Regions from separate parts of the Salmo salar genome. Here region 1 is linked to region 2. The links are chromatin contacts, called in public Hi-C maps. All regions are on one chromosome and are shown on one strand. Each heading gives the region's core, a stretch centred on a gene start, on an enhancer-like site or on the middle of the called end of the contact. The rest is flanking DNA. Distances are from core to core; before and after follow the strand shown.

Region 1 (3,489 bases), core at 189-2,688, 35 kb before region 2:
TGAGTGTATCTGTAGTTTTATTAAAAAGAGCCACGGTTAGGCAGTTAGCCTAGTATATTAAAATGTGTTTTCCATTGGTATTGCTCAGATCCAGGTAGATTGTCACAGTATCGGAAGGTGGAGTGGTTGGTTTCAATGTACATGGATAAATTCATGGTTTATGTTTACATGATTCTGTGTTTTATAATTGCACTTCAGAGGCATGTGATCGCTGTGACTAAATTATTATAGATGCCTAGATTCAGCAGTAATTATTTGTTTTTTATCCTGTACATTAAAATAGGATTTTTGTAAATACATGTCCCATTACGTACTTGCATTCAAGCATGAGTTTGTGTCACAGAGATCGAGGAGAATGAGAATTTAGTTGAAATACTAAAACCGCTATCTTCCTGCCTCTCTCTCTCCCACTCTTTCCTTCCTGTGCCTTACCCTCTCAGAGACTGACAAACAGGTCAAAGTTGCTCTTTCTATCTGCAACAGGGATCCTGGTGTTACACTGTGATATGATGTACTATTATCTCACTAGCGATAAAGGTCATTTATGATTAATCTGTGATTAGATACAGTACCACGACAGTTCTGTGCATTCACAGGACAGATCAATAGCAGTGCCCTTTCTCTCCAGTGGAGGGCAGCATTGTGGTAGACTGACTCATTCATTCACTCACTCACCCACCTGTAGCCTACTGTCTATGCATATATGACTCTATCTTCCCTCCCTCCCTCCCTCCCTCCCTCATGTTTGTTCCTCATTCCGACAAATCTCTCTCTGCCTCACCCTGCCGCCCCACCATCCCTCTCCCCAGCGCTGTGGTACCCTGGGACAGACAGACTAATCTGAGAGCGAGCGATCCGTCACTGACCCATAATCCACTTAGACACAGCAGCAAACTATTTCCTGCCACTGGCCAAGGTACAGTCGCCACTTGACAGCCATGTCACACCAACAAGGGTCGAGATGGGGATGGCAAGCATTTTAATGTAGAGCTCCAATGTACAGAGTGCTGAACAGAAGCTGGACTATAAATGTCGATCTGAAATGTTTAGAAAGGTCTGCCCTTTGAAATAGTTTGATAAGATACTGTTTTTATAAAGGTGATCAAACTGTCTGTATCTTCTGGTGCGGTGTTTCGCAAACCTCTCCTGGGGTACCCAGAGCCTGTCCACGTATTTGATGAATCCCAGAACGAACACAGCTGATTTAACTAATGAGGGGTTCGATGATTAGGTGACCATTTGAATCAGCTGGGCTTGTTCTGGAATACATGAATGAAGTGGACTGGCTGGGGCTACTCGAGGAGAGGTGTGGGCTAGATCTAGGAGACCATTTGACTTCGTTCCCTGATAATTATATCAACACAGATGCATTTACACCCAGTGACCATAGGAGGGCAGTGTACTACCACATATCCCCTCATTTCCTCACAGGAAACCCACAAGTCATGTGGCTAGCTGAGCTCACATTATGGATGCTGTGACTCAGTAAGAGTGACTCATAGCTGGAATGTTTTGAATGTTTGATGTTATCAGTGGACAGGACTACACGCTTTCACTGTCTGACGTCATGTATGTAATCTATAAATATGGAGTTATGGAAGTGGACGGCATTATGAATTATGTATTATTTTGAAGGCGGAATGGATTGAGTGTCCTATATCTATAATGTGACTGCCAGTCAGACAGAACGTTTACTGTCTCATCACTACACAGGTCAATGTTCATCTCTATACATCTGCGCACACACACACACACACACACACACACACACACACACACACACACACACACACACACACACACACACACACACACACACACACACACACACACATATAAGCGTTTCGCTACACTCGCATTAACATCTGCTAACCATGTCTATGTGACCAATACGATTTGATTTGACACGTACAGGTGGACTCTCACCTCTAGACAGGTGACACTGTCTGTCTGACAGTCTGTCCGTCCGTCTGTCTGAGTGACAGTCTCTTATCTTATCTAAGTTAACCTCATGTGCACCTGTGTTATGCCAACAGAATAGATAGTCACATACAACAGCGTCGTTGTGGCAATATAATCTGACCTACATGAGATGGTCATGGCCGATATAAAGCAGGGAATGTCTATATCGGCAGTGAATCAGACTGTGTTACAGAAGATACATGTGTTAATTAGTAGTGGATCGTGCCTATCTGACTGAATGTGTGACTTACAGTAAACACAGACAGGTCTGCTGACTGAACGTTTACAGCTAATGGAAGTTAATAATTCAACATACACACCCCAACCACACACACACACACACACACACACACACACACACACACGCAGGAATATGTGCACACACGTGCTAAACATTGAGCCATTTAAAACTGGATTCACCTGGTTTACCATTGAAGCTCCTTGAGTGTGTGTGTGTTCATGTTGTAAACAATGATTGTGCTCTGCTCTCTACTGTCACGTCCTGACCATAGAGAGCTCTTATTTTCTATGGTAGAGTAGGTCAGGGCGTGACAGGGTTTTTTTCTAGTTATTATTTTCTATGTGGGGTTCTAGTTTAGTTTTCTGTGTTTGGGTGTTTGGTATGATTCCCAATTAGAGGCAGCTGGCTATCGTTGTCTCTAATTGGGGATCATACTTAAGTAGCATTTTTGCCACCTGTGGGTTATGGGATATTGATTTGAGTTAGTGCACGTAGCATTCGCTGTTGTCAGGGTTCATTGTTAGTTTATTTTATTTTGTCTTTCCTTAGTTTCACTTCCTAATAAATAATGTGGAACTCAACATTCGCTGCACCTTGGTCTGACATTCATTCCAACGAACGTGACCTCTATGACCTGTTGACCTCCCAGAATGTAAGGCGCTTTACTGTTACCTAACTTTCCTTTTTTTTTTTTTTTTTTTTTACCACGTGTGACACAGGTGTTCTGAAACGCACCCCTACCGTCACCAGTTAACTCTGGTGTGTGTTAGTTCCTGTCAACCTAAGGAGTTGTGTCAGTGATCAAGGACAGCTTCCTGGAGCAGTAGGGGAGCTAATGGGTTAGGGCAGGTATAGGGCAGTCATGACATCTCCATAGGCCTTCTCTTACGCTCACACAGATGGGATTAATGCTTAGCTAGTTAGCATGACAGGAACTGAGGAAGAGGTATTGTGTTGTTAGGAGTTACATGAGTCAGGGTTACTTGGTGGGGGAGACATTTAGAGTCAAGATAAAATGACAGAAGCGAGAGGTGGCACGAACACAGACCCCAAGGGCTGAACGAGAGACAGACAGACAGACAGATGTCCTAACATTTCACTACACTGTCATGAGATGAGTTTTCAAACATGTTTGATCTCACACACACACACACACACGTACAGGCAGAGGACCTGATATTCTGGGATGATGTAACTTCAGTCCATACGGTAGTAATCAGGCTGTTTGAGAATGTGATGAAACTTCAGGACATCAGTATTGTCTAAATCCCCTCTACTCTAGCTAA
Region 2 (3,710 bases), core at 1,209-3,708:
CCAGAGGTCACCAGTCTGCTCTGCTTCCTCCAGCTAGACCCTTCCCCAGTTCCCCAGAGGTCACCAGTCTGTTCTGTTTCCTCCAGCTAGACCCTTCCCCAGAGGTCACCAGTCTGCTCTGCTTCCTCCAGCTAGACCCTTCCCCAGTTCCCCAGAGGTCAAGATGGTGTGTCTGCCTGCAGACACTGCTGAAGCTGTCTCTCCCCCCTCCCCCAACCTGACTGAACAGTCGGCTGATAAACCTCCTACTAGAGAGATGGTTCCAATGTCAGAACCACTGTGCATTAGTCAATGCAAGTCAGTCTTTAAGGCATGAAAGTGTTTATGGGTATTAGTTTTCATTGCCTGAATCTTCATGTAATACAGACATCACCAGCTATTGGTGCTTTCAAGACAACTGGGAACTTGGGGGGGAAAACTAGGTCAAATCATAATGTCAGTGATCTTCAGGTCAGAAAGTTGGAGTTCTAGAAATAATTTGTATTTTTTTTACCTTTATTTAACTATGCAAGTCAGTTAAGAACACATTCTTATTTACAATGATGGCCTACCAAAAGGCTCCTGTGGGGATGGGGGCTGTGATTAAAAATAAATTAAATATAAATAGAAGACAAAACACACATCACAACAAGAGAGACAACACTACATAATGAGACCAAAGACAACAACATGACAACACAACATGGTAGCAGCACAAAACATGGTACAAACATTATTGGGCACAGACAACAGCACAAAGGGCAAGGTAGAGACTGTCAGTAAGAGTGTCCATGATTGAGTCTTTGAATTAAGAGAATGAGATAAAACTGTCCAGTTTTAGTGTTTGTTGCAGCTCGTTCCAGTCGCTAGCTGCAGCGAAATGAAAAGAGGAGCGACCCAGGCATGTTCCAGTTTCCGATTTGCATTCCGAGTTTGATGACCGTTCAAAACGATTTTCCAAGTCTGACCTCGTTTTTTTCCGAAGTCGGAGATTTCTGAGTTGCGAGTTCACCGTCGTTATGAACGCGGCATAAACTAATTCACCTCTGTATGACACACATCAGGACAAACACACTGACGTCAGTGAATTAAGCAGTGCCAATTGAGGCAGTTGATATTGATCAGTCGGCTCTTTACAAACTGCCGTCACTAGTTACCACAGCCACAAATTCATAAACCCCGCCTATTTCTGCCATTTGTCAGCCATTTTCCAGCTCGCGCCATGCGGACACGCGCGATAGTTCGTCCAATCCCGACGCGTCTGCATGAGGAGTCCCCCCGTCTCTCCCACCCACACAACGGTTCCTGGTTGTCACGAGCAGACCATAGCCACAAAGTCATACAGGCCGCCTATTTCTACAATTTCTCTTATTAAAATGTCATTTTGAACATAACCCTTAAACTAACCACACTGCTAACCTTATGCCTAGCCCTAACCTTAAATTAAGATCAAAGAGTTATTATTTTTTCTAACTTTGTGGCTGTGGTAACTCGTGGAAACTAGGGACCGGATGGGGGCTTGGTTGCTATAGTGAGCACTATCAACCATTACCCTCTATAGCTACTTGTGAATCCTGACCTGACTGCGTGCCAATGGCCAGCTTGGATAGGCTAGGCTAATAGGGCATATGCTTTTAGCATAATTACAGTAATTACACACAAAGTGTACTTTTTTTTTTAAGTCGGTAGGTTCATTTGAAAACTAAGCTGTTTTAAAATTATTCTGTTGAATGGTTTCAAAAAGTAGGCTACCTGCTGTATGCCACGCCAATTGAAAATAAAGCCATGCGAGTAAAACATCAAAACATGCAATCACATTTATTTTCTTATTTCAACACATTGTATGCACCCTCGAACTTAAAGTTCAATACACTACCTTTTGCAACAACGTTCCATGATTTATGGTGACCGCTAATGTAGCCTAATATTCCATCCAGCTGCTACATTGTAGATATTAGTATAGGCTCAATGAGATGATTATTTATCTGATTATTGTGAATAAATCAATAGCATAATTATCAAAGATAATGCCATGTAATACATGTATCCTATGGACTTTTTCTAAATGAAACCTGAATGAATCAGATGGGTGCTGATACCAGCCGCGGGTTAGGCAACTACTTACATCGCCGGGGGACTGCCGGTTTGTCATCCTTTGAAGGAATCCAGATCTTTTGTATCCTGTTCTGAGTAAGCATTCCTAGAGGGTAGTGAAATAAAACACGAAAGAAACCTAGGTTTCCCACTAATATCGGTCCCCCCAAAATACCACCGTTACGTGCTTTCAGATCAGCACGAATTAAATAAAAACAGTAGGATACAATTCAAAAATGTTTTGGATCGGCTGTCGTTCTCTCTACCAGACAAGTAATCTGTAATCAAATATATTGGCGAGCTAAGCAGTCGTTAAGAGCTGCAGTGTTCTATTCTAATAACGTCAGCCTGTGCCGGTGTATTAATCTACCCCGCTGTGTCCCAGTTCCTTTATTTAAACTGTCCCAGCAGGAAACAACTTGACATCGATGACATCCACCGGGGCTCGCGCTCTCGGGGATGGTGATGCTGCGCTCCCTTGTGGCTGATGACGGTAATCCACTATAATGGCAAATGGGAGTATCCCGTCGGTGCGCGTGCAGAATTGCACCCCAGTAAACCTTCAGACAGGAACAAATATGACCCATAGAGAGGTTTTTACAGCATTTGCGGTCTCCAAATATTATGTAGTGTCATGCCAATGTCTTATACGGACACTTTCTGGTGCAGATTAATATTTGTTTGATGCAAATCAATAGAACAATTTGGCAACAACTATATCACCCTAAATTATCAAGTGAAATATTTTTCATTCCAGCAACACAGGATATGGTGAAGGAAAATACAAAGTAGAGAAGTGCTGGGTTTCAAAATAACGGGCTCCACTCTCAATAGGCTCTTTAATCTCTTTTGGACAGACTGCATAAAACAGAAAGTGACACACTTTGGCAAGAATTTTACTACTGGGTAACAGAGATGATAGGCTATGTGACTGCCATAGTGGCACGTAGACTTGCCCTGAGCATGGCTACAGCCTGCAGTCATGTAGGACCATTCAAGTTTGTATCATCAATAAACTTAAGATACCAGTGAAAGGATTTGTCCAGTGAATAGAGAGAATAATAGTATTGTGCCATTTGGATCTGATTATTTCTAAGTTCTTCTTGTTTGAAGTGCAAGGTGTATATTTCAGAGTGGGGAAGATACAAAAAAGTGCATGTGTTTGTATGTGGACCCGTCGACCTCTCCACACACACCTCTTCATTGCCTAGTCTACTTCTTCACCCCTCTGTTTCTCTCCTGAACCAGGCCAGGTCAGAGCCTGACCCAGACCCCCCCTTGACAAGACTGTGGCCCAGTCTGGGTGCCAGGGGAGACCCCCCCCCCCTTCCCTAATACACATACTCTCTACCCTCCTAGACCCGGCTCAACTCCACCAGTGGTATTTAGGTTAGATAAAGAGCACTGTCACTCCCCCTGCAAGAGCCAAGCATGCTCTCCTTCCACCCTCTGCATGCCCAACCTGAAAACCTTACCCTCATAAACCCCCCCCACACACACACGTAATCTCAATGTTGATTTACCCAAACATATTTGTTTTTCTAGCACAGGAGGTTGGTGACACTTTAATTGAGGAGAACAGGTTTGTGGTAATGGCTGGAACGGATGGTTAGAATGATAAAGACATGGTTTCCGGG

Evidence for each region. A called contact is a pair of places that touch in the nucleus more often than the background predicts.
Region 1: a Hi-C map of blood shows a contact between it and region 2, with 14 times the contacts expected there. The contact joins the enhancer-like site here to the promoter of LOC100380757 in region 2. A contact is called at or near these places in 3 of 3 Hi-C or Micro-C datasets (blood, gill and muscle).

Annotation. Positions count from the first base shown.
Region 1 is chrssa07:43,381,735-43,385,223 of Ssal_v3.1, reverse strand. It overlaps LOC106609272 (protein kinase C, theta), which reads left to right. Exons shown (of 18, transcript XM_045722025.1): 18 at 1-295. Among protein-coding and RNA genes, the nearest start is that of LOC106609272, 18 kb to the left of the region's middle. Within about 2 kb of position 1,438, at least 3 of the 13 cell types and tissues checked have an H3K27ac peak or open chromatin away from gene starts, as enhancers often do.
Region 2 is chrssa07:43,347,532-43,351,241 of Ssal_v3.1, reverse strand. It overlaps LOC100380757 (6-phosphofructo-2-kinase/fructose-2,6-bisphosphatase 3), which reads right to left and starts at 2,458. Exons shown (of 13, transcript XM_014207886.2): 1 at 2,105-2,458. The coding sequence starts at 2,177.